Linked DNA regions of Sus scrofa: all the other regions are linked to region 2. The links are chromatin contacts, called in public Hi-C and promoter capture Hi-C maps. All regions are on one chromosome and are shown on one strand. The core of a region is the stretch at or near the end of the contact, and the rest is flanking DNA. Distances in the headings are between cores, read along the strand shown. Region 1 holds the start of PAK2 (serine/threonine-protein kinase PAK 2). Region 2 holds the start of TCTEX1D2 (tctex1 domain-containing protein 2). Region 3 holds the start of CEP19 (centrosomal protein of 19 kDa). Region 4 holds the start of TNK2 (activated CDC42 kinase 1).

Region 1 (2,933 bases), core at 90-2,589, 390 kb before region 2:
GGCCTAACCATTTTGATTGTCTTTTAACAGAGCTTTAAAAAGAAAACAAAAAACTATAGATCACTTGTAAGACAAAACTGTGATAATTATACCAATGGGAGTTGGCATTATTCATCAAGGAGGAAAGAAATCACGCTCTCACTGTCCAGAGTGTTTCCATTAAAGATAAGAGACAAGGACGGGTACAACCCCACGACAACTGACAACAATGGCAATTGCTTTCCAATCTTCAGTTCTTGGATGACTCTATCTTTAAAGAATTAGTCAAAAAGTTGAGTCCGCTGAGGAATTTTCGGTACCGTTTTGCATGTGTGTGTTATTTTAAAGAAAGCCAAACATGGTGAAAGCTAACCTTCACCTAAGTTACCTAAGGAAGCAAATATTCATCTCCTGGCTGAAGATCAAAGAATCACGAGAAGATACGAAAGCTCAGTTATCAAGCGGAGGCCCTCAAACCCTCGGAAAACTATAGTTTCTACTGATCCGGAATATGGAAGATATCACAGATTACAGTTTAGAAACCAGTAAGGGGACTACAGACAATATGCCTAAGCAATGAAACTGGGATGACCAAAGGTAGCAAGGTGGGGCTGGAACTCGGTAAGAGACAAAAAATCGAGTTAAAAACCCCGAAACGGTGAGTCGAACACTAAAGTAAATGGAGAAAAAGAGAAGGCTGAAACGCGAGGGAAGGGAGATCGACAGAGAGCAGAGATTGGCGCGACACGGTTCAGGGCAGGGCCGGGTCCAGGAAGAGTCAGAACTCACCAGCCTAGCAAGCTTCCCATTTCAGGCTAAAACCGGAGAAGAAAACAGCCCGAGGGCGCAGACAATGAGCCACCGCCCCAAGAGTTGCCGCTCCAGGCACGCAGGTGGCGGCTTCCCGGCCCCGCGCGGGGCAGGTCAGCTGCCCCGGGCCGCTCGCGCCGGCCAGGCCGCGGAGAAGGAAGGAGGAAGGAGAGCGACGGCCCGCGTCCCGGCCTGTCTGCACACTTACCCCAGGCGAGGAAAGGTCCCCGCCCCAGCGAGGAGCCTCCGGCCGAGCTCCTGGCGGGATCAGGAGCCGCCCCGAGCAAGAGAGCGACGCGGGGCGGGGAGGGGAGGGAAGGGGAAGCGGGGCGGGAAGTGGAGCCGCGCTGGAGCGCCGCGGCTTCTACTGCTAGGCCGGGCGGCCGCCGAGCCCCGCGGGCGCCGGGAGGGGAGGGCAGGGAGCCTTCGGCAATGGCGACGGCCCAGGCCAGAGGGGAAGCGGAACAACCGCTGCCGCTGCGCGTGGCCACAACCCTGGGGGAGGGCGACGGCGGGGAGCGGGCAGGGGCGGGGCCGAAGGCGGGAGCTCCACCGGGCGGAGACAGGCACCGCCTCCCAGTGGGCAGGCAAACGCGGAGGCTGCTGGGAGTTGTAGTTTAGAGATGTGTGCCTCTTATCTCTCTTCTTTTCCTCCCTCCCTCCATCTCTAGTATTCTTTTTATTGACAGAGACAGCCAGTGCCTCGTGTAATTCAGCATTGTCTCCACTCAGGTCTGTGCCAACCAAAGACGCTGAAAGACAACTGTTATTATATGAACCTGCTCTAAGACATTTGTTTCTGGGAATTCATCCGTTACCCATTTTGCCCTTTACCTACAACTCTTATTAATGTATTTTGGTGCTAAATTAAGTCGCGCCTCCTTGCAAATTAATGCCTCTGTTTTATTCATGGAGGAGGAGGAGTTCATCAATGTGTTCACTAATTCTACAAATATTTTGGTGTCTAATTTGTACCAGACACTGCTGGGTATCAGGAATACAAGGGTGAACACAAGTCACTTTGTGTAACTTACAAATATGAAAACACAATAATTAAAATAGTGATACCTGGTATGAAGAAAAAACTAGGATGATTTCTTTGGATAAGTTGGCCAGAGAAGGCATCTTTAAGGAGGTGACATTTAAGCTGAGAACAGAAAGAGACAGCCATGAGAAACTCCCAGGAGAAAGCATTACAAGCAGAAGGAGGTGGGGGGGGACTTTCTAAGGTCAGTTAAGAGGGTCTGTGTAACTGGAGTTAGTGCAAGAAGAGTAGCGCAGTGTGAAAAAACACCTGAGGAGACAAGATTCAGGTCAGAGAGGATCCTGAATGACATGGTAAGAAGGCTGGATTTTATTCCAACAAGCTATTAAAGAGCTGTAAGCAGGGAAGGAAGGTTTCCTGGTTTATACTTTAAGGTCACTAGATTGCTACATGGAGAATGGACTCTGGGTTTTCAAGAATAGAAGGGAATGAAGAAAGGAGGCAGTAATCATGACTGTCATAAGAGATAGCAGTGAAAATGGAGAATGGGTATGTTCTTTTGATAGATGTGAAGCAAAAAACTCAACTGATGTGGAAAGTACGAGAGAAAAGATTCAAGGAGCAATATGGCACACTATTAGATAACTTGAAAAACAGCCCCCACTATTAAAAACACATTGCTGGATAAAAGAGAACATCCTTTCAAAGGCATAACTAAGCTTTTAAGAAAGAGAAGTACCTCTGACAGATTTCCAAACTCCCACTCAACCCAAAGGGAGAGCAAGAAATTGGAGGGGTAAGCATGTCAGTGAAGCCAAAGTTGTGTTGAAAGAAACTACTTATCTCAAATCTCCATGGTTTTACTGACTGCACAAGAGACAAGAGACCAAAGACAAGGCCTTGGCCCTGTTCAAGGAGTTGGGACTGCAATCCTGCACAAGGCTGGAAAACTCAAAGGGCTATATGCTCCAAGAATAGACTGGAAGGGAGTTCCCGTCGTGGCTCAGTGGTTGGCGAATCCGACTAGGAACCATGAGGTTGTGGGATCAATCCGTGGCCTTATTCAGTTGGTTAAGGATCTGGCGTTGCTGTGAGCTGTGGTGTAGGTTGCAGACGCGGCTCGGATCCCGTGTTGCTGTGGCTGTGGCATAGGCCAGCG
Region 2 (3,331 bases), core at 477-2,976:
GGACCCTGCCCTGTCCTTGAAGATCTCATGGCCATTTAGGGAAAAACATCTACCAATAATTTGATTGTCATATGATAAGGGTATAAGGAGTGCTTGGAGGGACAAGGCACCACTAAGGAGAGGATCTGTGAGAGATGAAGGAAGGCTTCAGATGTATCTGAACTGATTCTTGAAATGGTTAGCCTAGCAGAGAAGGAAGGAAAGGCTGAGGGAAAAGAATACTCAAAAACATGGAGGGGACATTATACAACTATAAATGTAATAAATTCATTGAGTAATGAAAAAAAGAAAAAGAGCATGGAGGGAAGACACAGGATGGTGTGGGTGGAGGAGTACTGTGATGCCACAGCTCCTTAGATGTGGAACTGAGAACGCAGAGGACCTCCTTCTCTCCCACTTAGGGAGCTTTGGTCAAGAGGGATATTGGGAGAATTTCTTTTCTTAGTTTTTGAGGCTAGCAGGATCACACAGCTTTCTTTTTCTTTTTTTTTTTTTTCCCCACACAGCTTTCTAAAACAGAACCAGGGACTGGTGCTCACAAGCAGGAAATGCATCTTAAGTCTGCTCCTTTCTGACTTTTGCCCTGTATCAGGAGTGTACATGAGGCTGGGAGAACTACAGGTTGGCAGTTATGGATTAGAGCAGGACACTGCGAACTTTTTCTGTAAAGGGACAGATGATGTTTTAGACTTTGAAGGCCACATGGTCTCTTTTTACAACTGCTTGATTCTGCCAGTATAGCACAAAAACTCCACAATATATAAGTGAGCACGGTTGTGTTACAATAAGACTTTATGGAGACTGAAATTGAAGTTTCCTGTAATTTTCACTTATCATGAAATATTATTCTTTTGATTTTTTCCCAACCATTTAAACATATAAAACCTGTTCACAAGTTGCACAAAACAGGGTGAAGGCTGGATTTGGCCTGTGGGCCGGAGTTTGAAGACTTTTGATGAGGGTCAGGTCTCTATGTTACCTAAAGAAACTTGGGTCCCCTTGCTCAAAGCTCAGCAAAGCTAATCTAGTGATGCTGGGTTGTGGAGTAGAAACGCACAGTGTTATTTTAGTGCTTAAAAGACGCAAATTTTCCAACGGCTTTTAAGACGACATTAAGGGTGAGGGTCACAGGGCTCATGAACAGGTCGTCGACATTCTTCTGATTAGTTAGTGATGTGACAACAGAAGGAAGTTTCAGGAACCTCAATCGTCGAGAATCTCGGGCTCCAACTAGTCCGTGGTCTATGCGTTTGCGGTCATAAATTGTCATCTAGCGGGGTCTTGCGTGTCTGTAGAAACAACTTTAGAAAGTGCATCCGAATCCCTCAAGGAGAAAATAGGAATCCTGTATCTCTTTATAATTTCTTGCTTGACTGCTTTTTCTCCATGCCTGCTTTTCCATTTTTCTAATCATTAACTGTTGGGATCATTTCTTTGGGACTCAGTGAGACACAGGAGACTAAAGTTTTTTCACAAGAAATGCGAAACAGAGGATCTGTCACTGGAACCCCTCACAGGGTCCAGCTTACTTCACCTGCCGCTTACTAGTTGTGTAATCTCGAACCTCCTAGGGCCTCAGATTCTCTGTCACTTCCTAAGATTGCAGCGCGGTTAGTAAGAGCTGCCGTCTGCTGAAGTGCTTTGTAAAACCGAGAGAGACAAACCACTCTTTTCCGAAGTTAAGGTCACTCAACATGATCAGTTCCGGTCCAGCACCTGGTGCGCAGGCGCGGGGCGGAGGCTGGCGAGAGCCCGCTGAGAAGGGCGGGCCACACAGCGCCGAGCGCGGGGCCGCGTCACGTCAGGGCCAAAGGCGGCCTTGTCGCCCTGGCGACGGTGCCCTGGCGACGGTTTCCCAGCTCCGTACGGCCACCCGCTAAGCCCTCTTCGCGAGAAAGACGGAGGCGAAGAAGATTAAGCCATGTCGGTCTCCCAGTCCTTTTCTGTGGGCGCGTCCTTCTCTGCGGTCGATGGGCTGCCTGAGACTGAAAAGACCGCCGGGGAGTCGGAGAACACCTACATTCTGCGGCCCATTTTCCAGCAAAGGCGGGTAGCGAACGGGATGTTGCGGGGGCGACCCCTGAGACGTCTGCCTCCAACAGGCAGAGCTCGCCTGGTAGCCTGGGCCTTGGGAAGGGGGTGGGGCGGGGGCGGGGCGGGACTGGAGGGGGGCGGGGCTAGAGACGGAGCTTGGGGACAGGGAGAGAGGGGCGCTGTTCTCCTTGAGCTTCTAGCTACAGGGGGCAGCAGAGGATCAGACCTGCAGGTGCAGTGTTAGAGCGCCGGGACCGCCTTAGACTAGTGCGGTGGGTGTTGACTCTGGGAGATTCAGAAAGTGGGCACAAAGGAATCGAGATGGATGGAATAAAGAGAGGGGCAGAAAACAACATTCGGCCATGTTTTGAGGGTTGCTGTGTGCACACATATGCCAGAATGCGCTAACTTCTTTGCAGGGCAGGGGACCTGTCTTAGATAGTATCTAGAGGCCTTTGGCCTGCTACCCCAATACCTTCCCAGAATTAAGGCACAAAGTCTTGTGCAGAGGACAGTTAGTTAGGGCTCTAGGATCCGTCACTAACTTCATTTCCACAGATAAAAATGTAAATTAATAAAAAAAAAAGATTTTCCCAAGCCCCTCCTCTGTTATTTGAAACTACTTCCTGAGTCAAATGCCTGGCAAATACTGCAAGCCAAGAACTTTGGTTACAATGTGGTAAATGTAATAGCAGTTTTCTGGAGAGCAGAAGGGACATTTAAAAAAATGTTCAATTATCTTGGTAAAAGAGTCTAAATGCATAGAATGCCATTCACCTGTGTTTCTGTTGTAAAACAGAACGAGATTAACAACAAATATGTATTATGTAGGAATAGTCCTGTAAGATTATGTGTGACTTGTTTGAAGAAAACTTTTAACATTTTACTGAGAGTGGAAAAGGCTTAAGGGAAGAGCCAGATATAGGATGTTTGTTAATAGGAAGATCATATTTTGAACAGATCAAACCTAGAAATTTGTCCATGATTCTAAAGTTCACCTGTAAGAATGAGCTGGCAAGAGACTGAAGAGAATACTGTTAGAAAGTAATAAGGGGCCACTAGTACTACCAAATACTAAACCACATTATAAGCTCAACATTTAAAACATTTTGGTTGGAGTTCCCATTGTGGCTCAGTGGTTAACGAATCCGACTAGGAACCATAAGGTTGCGGGTTCAATCCCTGGCCTCGCTCAGTGGGTTAAGGATCCGGCATTGCCGTAAGCTGTGGTGTAGGTTGCAGATGCGGCTTGGATCCCGTGTTGCTGTGCCTCTGGCATAGGCCGGCGGGTACAGCT
Region 3 (3,379 bases), core at 324-2,823, 350 kb before region 2:
AAAAAAATTTAAATATATTACTTGGTTATTGTGGCCTAAACTGGCTCTGAAAATTGACTCATTTTTATTTATTTTTTAGGGCCACACCCCACACCCGTGGCATATGGAGGTTCTCAGGCTAGGGGTGGAATCGGAGCTGTAGCCACCGGCTTACGCCAGAGCCACAGCAACGTGGGATCCGAGCCTCGTCTGCAACCTATACCACAGCTCACAGCAACACCGGATCCTTATCCCACTGAGCAAGACCAGGGATCAAACCGGAAACCTCACTGTTCCTAGTCGGATTCATCTGCACTGCGCCACGACCAGAACTCCCCAAAATGACCCATTTTTAATCACAAAATGCCATTGTTGGAAGAGCCTTTTAGATATCAGTAAGTCGAGTGTTTAAAAATTCTTTTGGGCCTAATAATCCTCTCTTCAAATAAATTTGGGACTTAATATGGAAACACAAAAAAGTAGAACTGGGGAGTTCCCATCGTGGCTCAGGGGTTAAGGAACCTGACTAGTACCAATGAGGATTTGGGTTTGGTCCCTGGCCGAGCTCAGTGGGTTAAGGATCCGGTGTTGCCATGAGCTGTGGTGTAGGTTCCAGACGCAGGTAGGATCCCACGTTGCTGTGGCTGCAGTGTAGGCCAGCGGCTGCAGCTCAGGTTCGACCCTAGCCTGGGAACTTCCATATGCTGCCAGTGCAGTCCTAAAAAGACAAACAAACAAACAAACAAAAGAGCAGAACTGCACTGACTGACAGGTACTAATCTAACACTTTCCTTTTACTGATGGAGAACTCACCTGGTTTTTACTGACTTTCTCTATCAAACGTCATCCCTTTATTGTAATTACTACTGCACATATCCATTTTCCCTACTACACTGCAAGCTCCGCAAGGGCTGGATACACAGCACCTAGCACAGAGCTCCTGCCCACGGACTTGGGCCCAAAGAAGGGTATCAACTCGCTTAACCCAGCCCTGAATCAGAAAGACACCCCAGCCCAATACGGTCTATCAGTAAAATGTTTTTAAAACGAAGCTAGTTGTCCTCCCCTTTCCACGCCTCGCGAACCTCTATAATTCTAGATTGGGATTCTCACACTGAGGCCCTTGCTGGTCCCCTGGTGGTCAGAAGCTTCATGCATCCCAAGAGCATTAAGACGCTTCACGACGGTACTACCTGTACAATGTTTTAGTAATAGTGAGGCCAGTCCCGTTTCAGAACGCCAAAGCCTGACTCTCTAGAGAACCAGAAGCCACGCAATCGGGGCAGCGGATAGGCAAGAGGATTTCGGCCTCTTTCGCTTTTTTTTTTTTTGGCCGCCCCGCCAGGGATCAGATCCGAGCCATAGTTGCCACCTACGCTGCAGCTGCTTGTGACCTTTGTTTTTAACTTTGTGCAGCTCAACCTACAGTTCTAGTGTCGCGAGCCAGGGGAAAGTGAAATACCTCTGCAACCGTGGAAAGGAGAGGACACCGGATCTCAGCCTGCTCCCTACCCGCTCAGCCCTAAATCCCGCCCCCCACCCCGAAGCCCCGCCCCTCCATTTACCAGCGTCGGTGGGGGCCGTGCTGAAGACTGGGTCTGCAGAGGTGAGCCCAGCCACCTCCCAGAGGAAGAGCCAGGCCACGGCCCGGCCGGCTACAGCCGCGGTAGCCAGGACGCCGGAAACGCGCACCTGGGAAGAATGCTCGGGGACCAAATGCGGTCGTGAGAACCTACACAAGCCTTGCTCCGCTCCTAGAGCGCGCTGTCACAGAGTTAGCGACCTGAACGGAAGACTCCCTCCGCGCACGCCTGCTGTCCCGCTCTTGCTCGGCTCCCGGGAGCCTAGGCCCGCGAAAGTTCCGGCCTCGCGGCAGGCAATGGCCCCGCCCCCTCGCCGTCCACGCCCTCGCCCTGCTGGTTGGGGGCGGGGCGAGGAACAGCGCAAGCGCCGTGACATGCGCCCGGGCTGTTGCTTTGGGAATCTCTTGGTGGTCTCAGCCCGACCCGGGTTCCCGCACGTTGTTCAGCTAGTCGGCTAGCCGAGCTCTCTGCGTCTTTCTCCACTTGCAAGTGTTTGCGGATGCGGTCCTCCTGCTGAGGATTTCACCCTACAGTCACGTCTTTGGAGCTATGGCTGTCGCCTTTCTGCAGCGCCAGGCTCTGCCCGGCCCTCAAAATTAAATTTAGAACTCTTCTGTGCAATGCGGTTGGGGAAAACAACCTGCTTGCGGAGGTTTTAGACGTTGGCCTGCAGAAGACGCACTTTCTCTACGTCTCTATGGGTAGGTAAGAACATCAGCCTTGCCCTAATGGGGACGTGGGTAGAAAGAGGGTCGTCTACCTGATGGCAAAACCCGTACACTTTTAAGTTAAGATTTTGCCCGTCATTGATCCCTGGAGAAAGGGATTAATGTCCAGGAAGAAGAGCTGAGTAAATATGTCCTTTGTCTTATGGATTAAATCTATAAGCAAAGTAGAGAGTATCCAATGCAGATTGGAGCAGAACAGAGAGCTCTAGGACAGATGTCTTAAAGAGGGAAAAGATGTCAGAAGATATTACCTACAACTGAAAATAGCAGTGTAAGCATGCTGTTAAGAAATATGGAGATAAATTTTGGAAGAAACGCTTAAAAGAATTGAAACTATTTTCCTATTGGAGAGGGGAAGGGCAGAGGACCACAGTTTTTTATTATACGCCTTATGGAATTATATTACGTTTAAACAGAATACTAACATTACTTAGTAAAAATAAAAGTTTAATTGTAAAAAGAAAAGAGTATAGTCAAAAAACTACATTACTGAATATCATGTGAATACATCTTTTTTTTTTTTTTTTTGTCCTTTTAGGGCTGCACCCTCGGCATATGGAGGTTCCCAGGGTAGGGGTCCAGTCGGAGCTACAGCTGCTGGCCTACTCCACAGCCACAGCAACTCAGGATCTGCGAACTTCAGCATAGCTCAGGGCAACACCATACCCTCAACCCACTGAATAAGGCCATGGATTGAACAACATCCTCATGGATACTAGTCAGATTTGTTTCTGCTGTGCTACAACAGGAACTCCCATCATTTATTAACATAGCTACTTGCTTGAGTGTGTGGAATTTATATTGTGCTCAGTAGGATCTCCCAGAAAATTTACTAACAGAACAGATTTTAGTGAGGTGAACTGGGAGTAGTATTTGTTTAAAAGAAGAAGAGGAGTTCCCATCGTGGCACAGTGGAAACGAATCCGACTAGGAACCATGAGGTTGTGGGTTTGATCCCTGGCCTCGCTCAGTGGGTTAAGGATCCAGCATTGCGGTGAACTGTGGTGTAGGTTGCAGACGTGGCTCGAATCTGGGGTTGCTGTGGCTATGGTGTAGGCTGGCAGCAACAGCTCCGATTAGACCCCCTAG
Region 4 (3,043 bases), core at 138-2,637, 310 kb after region 2:
CTTTCTACCTGTATACCCAACAGGAAGTGCCCCAGGCCTAAGCCTGTTATAGGCCTCTCCCTGGGCCCCAGGGAAAGAGTAGGGCCAGCCCAGGTTCATAAGCCTCTGGGCTGCTGCTGAGAGATTAGGACTAGAGTTCTCTGCAGTAAAACACTCACTGGATTGGGACCCTGGAAACTCTTCAATCCAGCCTTCTCATTTTGGAAAACAAGGCAACTGATGCCAGAGGGAAGTAATTTTTTATACTGTCAAATGGCAACTCAGCAGTAGCTGAACTACTTAGAATTCGAGACTCCTATTTCAGTGCTCCTCCGATAGGCCTGGTTGACTACATCTCTCAATGCGAACTCCTCCCTTCACCTCTTCTCCCTCTGCTCCACAGGAAGGTTCAAGCAGGACCTCTGGAGGGATGAAGCGGGAGCGGGAGCGGACTAGGGACCGGGGAGAGGGAGGCGTAAACTGGACAGGGCCCCTTAAGGGGGAGGGCCAACCCTTCGGGGCTCCGCCCCCCTGGGGCGGCGCAGGCGCAGGCGGGCTCCAGGAACTCCGGCAGGAGGGCGGGCGCTCCTGGCTCTCGGGCCGGCGCGCGGGGCCGCAGCACCTGCGGGGGCCGGCGCAGGGCGCTGCGCCCGGCGGGCGGACGTTGACGCCCAAAAGCTAGGGCTGGGGGCCGGGACCGGGACGTGGGAGCTGAGCGGGAGAGAACGCGGCCCCGCAGCCCCCTCCCCGGGGGACGGGGCGGAAGGAGGCGGGTGGGGGCCGTTGTAAGCGGGCGCGGAGGGCAGCACCATCTGGAGGGGCGGGACCGCGCGGCCTCTGGGGGGCAGGCGAGTGCGCTGGGCAGTGCCAGCGGGGGGTCCCAGGCGGGGCGCGCAGGAGGAGCGCGGCGGGCTTAGCCCGGCGCTGCCGGAGCAACAGCCGCAGCGGGTCGGGGTTCTTAGCTGGGGCCCGCAGCAGCTTCGCGGGCTGAAGCTCGGCGTGGAGGAGCAGGGGGGCGTGGGTCCGGTCGTGCAGGAGGAGGGCGGGGTGGGCCCGGGGGTGCAGGAGCGGGGCGGCCGGGGCCACGAGCCCAGCCTGGGGTGGTGTGGGGGCCGCCGGACGGCGCGGACTGGAGGAACCCTCCGCGGTGGACGGGCTCCGCGAGCTGGCCTGTGGTGCAGGAGGAGGGGCTGGGGCCCCGCAAGCAACACCAGGAGAAGGGGGGAGGCAGCCCCGCAGTGCAGGAGCGGGGGGAGGCCCGCACCGGGGTGCAGGAACGGGGGGAGGGGAGCCCACGCAGGCTGCTGCAGCAGCCCGAGCAGCTGTCCGAGTTCGGGGACCGCTCCTGGGAGCGCAGAGAGGAGCTTGAAAGTTCCGGAGAGCTGGGGGAGCAGAACTGGGAGAGCTGCGGGCATCTCAGACGGGAGGCAGTGGTCCTCGGAGCAGCCCCGGCACGACGCAGGAGACTGGAGGTGGTGGGGAGGGCCCGGCCAGTGGGGCCCCGGGGGCCTGAGGGAGAGGGACGCCTCGGGGTGCAGGAAGCAAATTGGCTGCCTGGGGTGCAGGAGGGGCAGGTGGTGCGGGCTGTCCAGGAAACATACTTGGACGGAAAGGGGTCTCAGGAGGGAGAAGAGCCCCCTGAGGGACACAGAATCCGGAGGCGCAGGAGGAGGAGAGGTGGTAACCCAGAGGCTGGCTGCTCAGCACCAGGGTCGGGCAGGGCCGAAGTGAGCGAAGAATGTAGGGGTTTGGGGAGTGGGCAGCAGAACCTCGGAGCTTTGGAAGCCACTGTCGGATAGCAGGCAGTGTCCTGCTGGGTCCTTTTCTGCCTCAGCCGGGTCATCATAGAAGCTGTGTCTGAAGAGAGCCAGTGGAAGGCAGCAGGTAAGGAAGCCCAGTTCTCTTCTCAGCTGGAATTATTGTGTTTGGAAGGAGGGGGCTGCAGTTATCTCAGGAGAACGTGGTCTCCAAACTGCCTTTTTTTATTTCTCGGTGTTTAAACCTGGCAAGGAAGGAAGCAGTGCAGTTTTCAACAGCAAGGCAGGACCCCTCCCCCCAGTACTGTATATGCCAACTGGAGTGATGGGACATTTCCTTAGAGTCTAGACTGGTGGCGAGACTGTCTGGGTGGCTGCCAGGCCTGGGCAGAGGAAGAGAGGAGTAGCCCCAGGCTGAGGCTGTAGAGGAGGTAGTCACCCCTTCACCAGTCTACCAGTGGAGGTAGGGGTGCCTCCATGCCATAGCTGGGGTGGTGCAATCAGCACAGGCTGCCTCAGGTCCTCAAAACACGTTCCAAAAAAGGGAAGGGGCAGCATTGCATTATGAGGACCTTATCTTGTAACCCTGTCGGCCACGTGAGCTGAGATATGAGTGTGGCAGCCAGTGACTTGGGCACGAGCCTGACCTGCTCCCGCCACACCTCTTGTCACATTTGATTAATACTGAGGGCCCAGAGCCAAGGATGAATAGTGGGCCAAAGGGCGAAGAGCTGCTGGTGGTGAGGACCACAACCTGAAAGTGTGGGAGAGGAAAGGGTATCTGCAGTGCTCAACTCTGGGCATCCTCTGTGGCTCAGACCCAGCCCACCCCCGTAGAGGTGGCCACATGGACAGCTGTGGCATTATGGGTTCCTTACCAGCCAGGGCCAGCTCCCAGCCCAGCTTAGAGGTGGGGCTTACAGGAGTGGGGGCTAAATTTGGCTTCCTCTTGACCCTCATGGCCTGGATGCCAAGCCTGTTCGCTCCTGCCCCATATGGGCTTGGTCGGCCACTTGTGGGCCTCATCTTCCTAGGGCTGTTCACCTCTTACCTGGCCCTGTCTGGGTTCTTGCTTCTCTAGCCCTGCGGGAGGAGTGGGTGCAGAGTTGCTCTCTGTCTCAGGGCCTTAGCTGAGACCCATCTCTCCCCCAGCCCAAGGAGTGGCTCTGAGTCAGATGGACCCAGACCCCTGTCCCAGCTGGACTGGGTGGAGCTGGTCCTTTTCTCTCGGGCCAGAGACAGTGGTGGTGGCATTCTAGGCAGGCAGCTGTGGCGACTCTGCTGGAGGAGCCGGTTAGCCTGCTTCC

What was found. Promoter capture Hi-C pulls out the DNA fragments that hold promoters and counts their contacts. A called contact is a pair of places that touch in the nucleus more often than the background predicts.
Region 1: a Hi-C map of heart right ventricle shows a contact between it and region 2, with 2.4 times the contacts expected there. The contact joins the promoter of PAK2 here to the promoter of TCTEX1D2 in region 2. A contact is called at or near these places in 1 of 47 Hi-C or Micro-C datasets (heart right ventricle) and 1 of 2 datasets of contacts at active chromatin or transcription factors (alveolar macrophages).
Region 3: a contact with region 2 is called in a promoter capture Hi-C map of liver, with 4 times the contacts expected there. The contact joins the promoter of CEP19 here to the promoter of TCTEX1D2 in region 2. A contact is called at or near these places in 1 of 5 promoter capture datasets (liver) and 1 of 47 Hi-C or Micro-C datasets (liver).
Region 4: a contact with region 2 is called in a promoter capture Hi-C map of fetal liver, with 3 times the contacts expected there. The contact joins the promoter of TNK2 here to the promoter of TCTEX1D2 in region 2. A contact is called at or near these places in 1 of 5 promoter capture datasets (fetal liver), 2 of 47 Hi-C or Micro-C datasets (embryonic fibroblasts and skeletal muscle) and 1 of 2 datasets of contacts at active chromatin or transcription factors (skeletal muscle).

Annotation. Positions count from the first base shown.
Region 1 is chr13:133,382,167-133,385,099 of Sscrofa11.1, forward strand. PAK2 (serine/threonine-protein kinase PAK 2) reads right to left here and starts at 1,340. Exons shown (of 16, transcript XR_002337855.1): 1 at 998-1,340.
Region 2 is chr13:133,772,822-133,776,152 of Sscrofa11.1, forward strand. TCTEX1D2 (tctex1 domain-containing protein 2) reads left to right here and starts at 1,727. Exons shown (of 5, transcript XM_021070165.1): 1 at 1,727-2,046. The coding sequence starts at 1,922.
Region 3 is chr13:133,418,444-133,421,822 of Sscrofa11.1, forward strand. It overlaps CEP19 (centrosomal protein of 19 kDa), which reads left to right and starts at 1,574. Exons shown (of 3, transcript XM_005670114.3): 1 at 1,574-2,263. PIGX (phosphatidylinositol-glycan biosynthesis class X protein) reads right to left here and starts at 1,746. Exons shown (of 6, transcript XM_005670119.3): 1 at 1,545-1,746. The coding sequence starts at 1,746.
Region 4 is chr13:134,080,879-134,083,921 of Sscrofa11.1, forward strand. It overlaps TNK2 (activated CDC42 kinase 1), which reads left to right and starts at 1,388. Exons shown (of 13, transcript XM_021070192.1): 1 at 1,388-1,863. It also overlaps the pseudogene LOC106505774.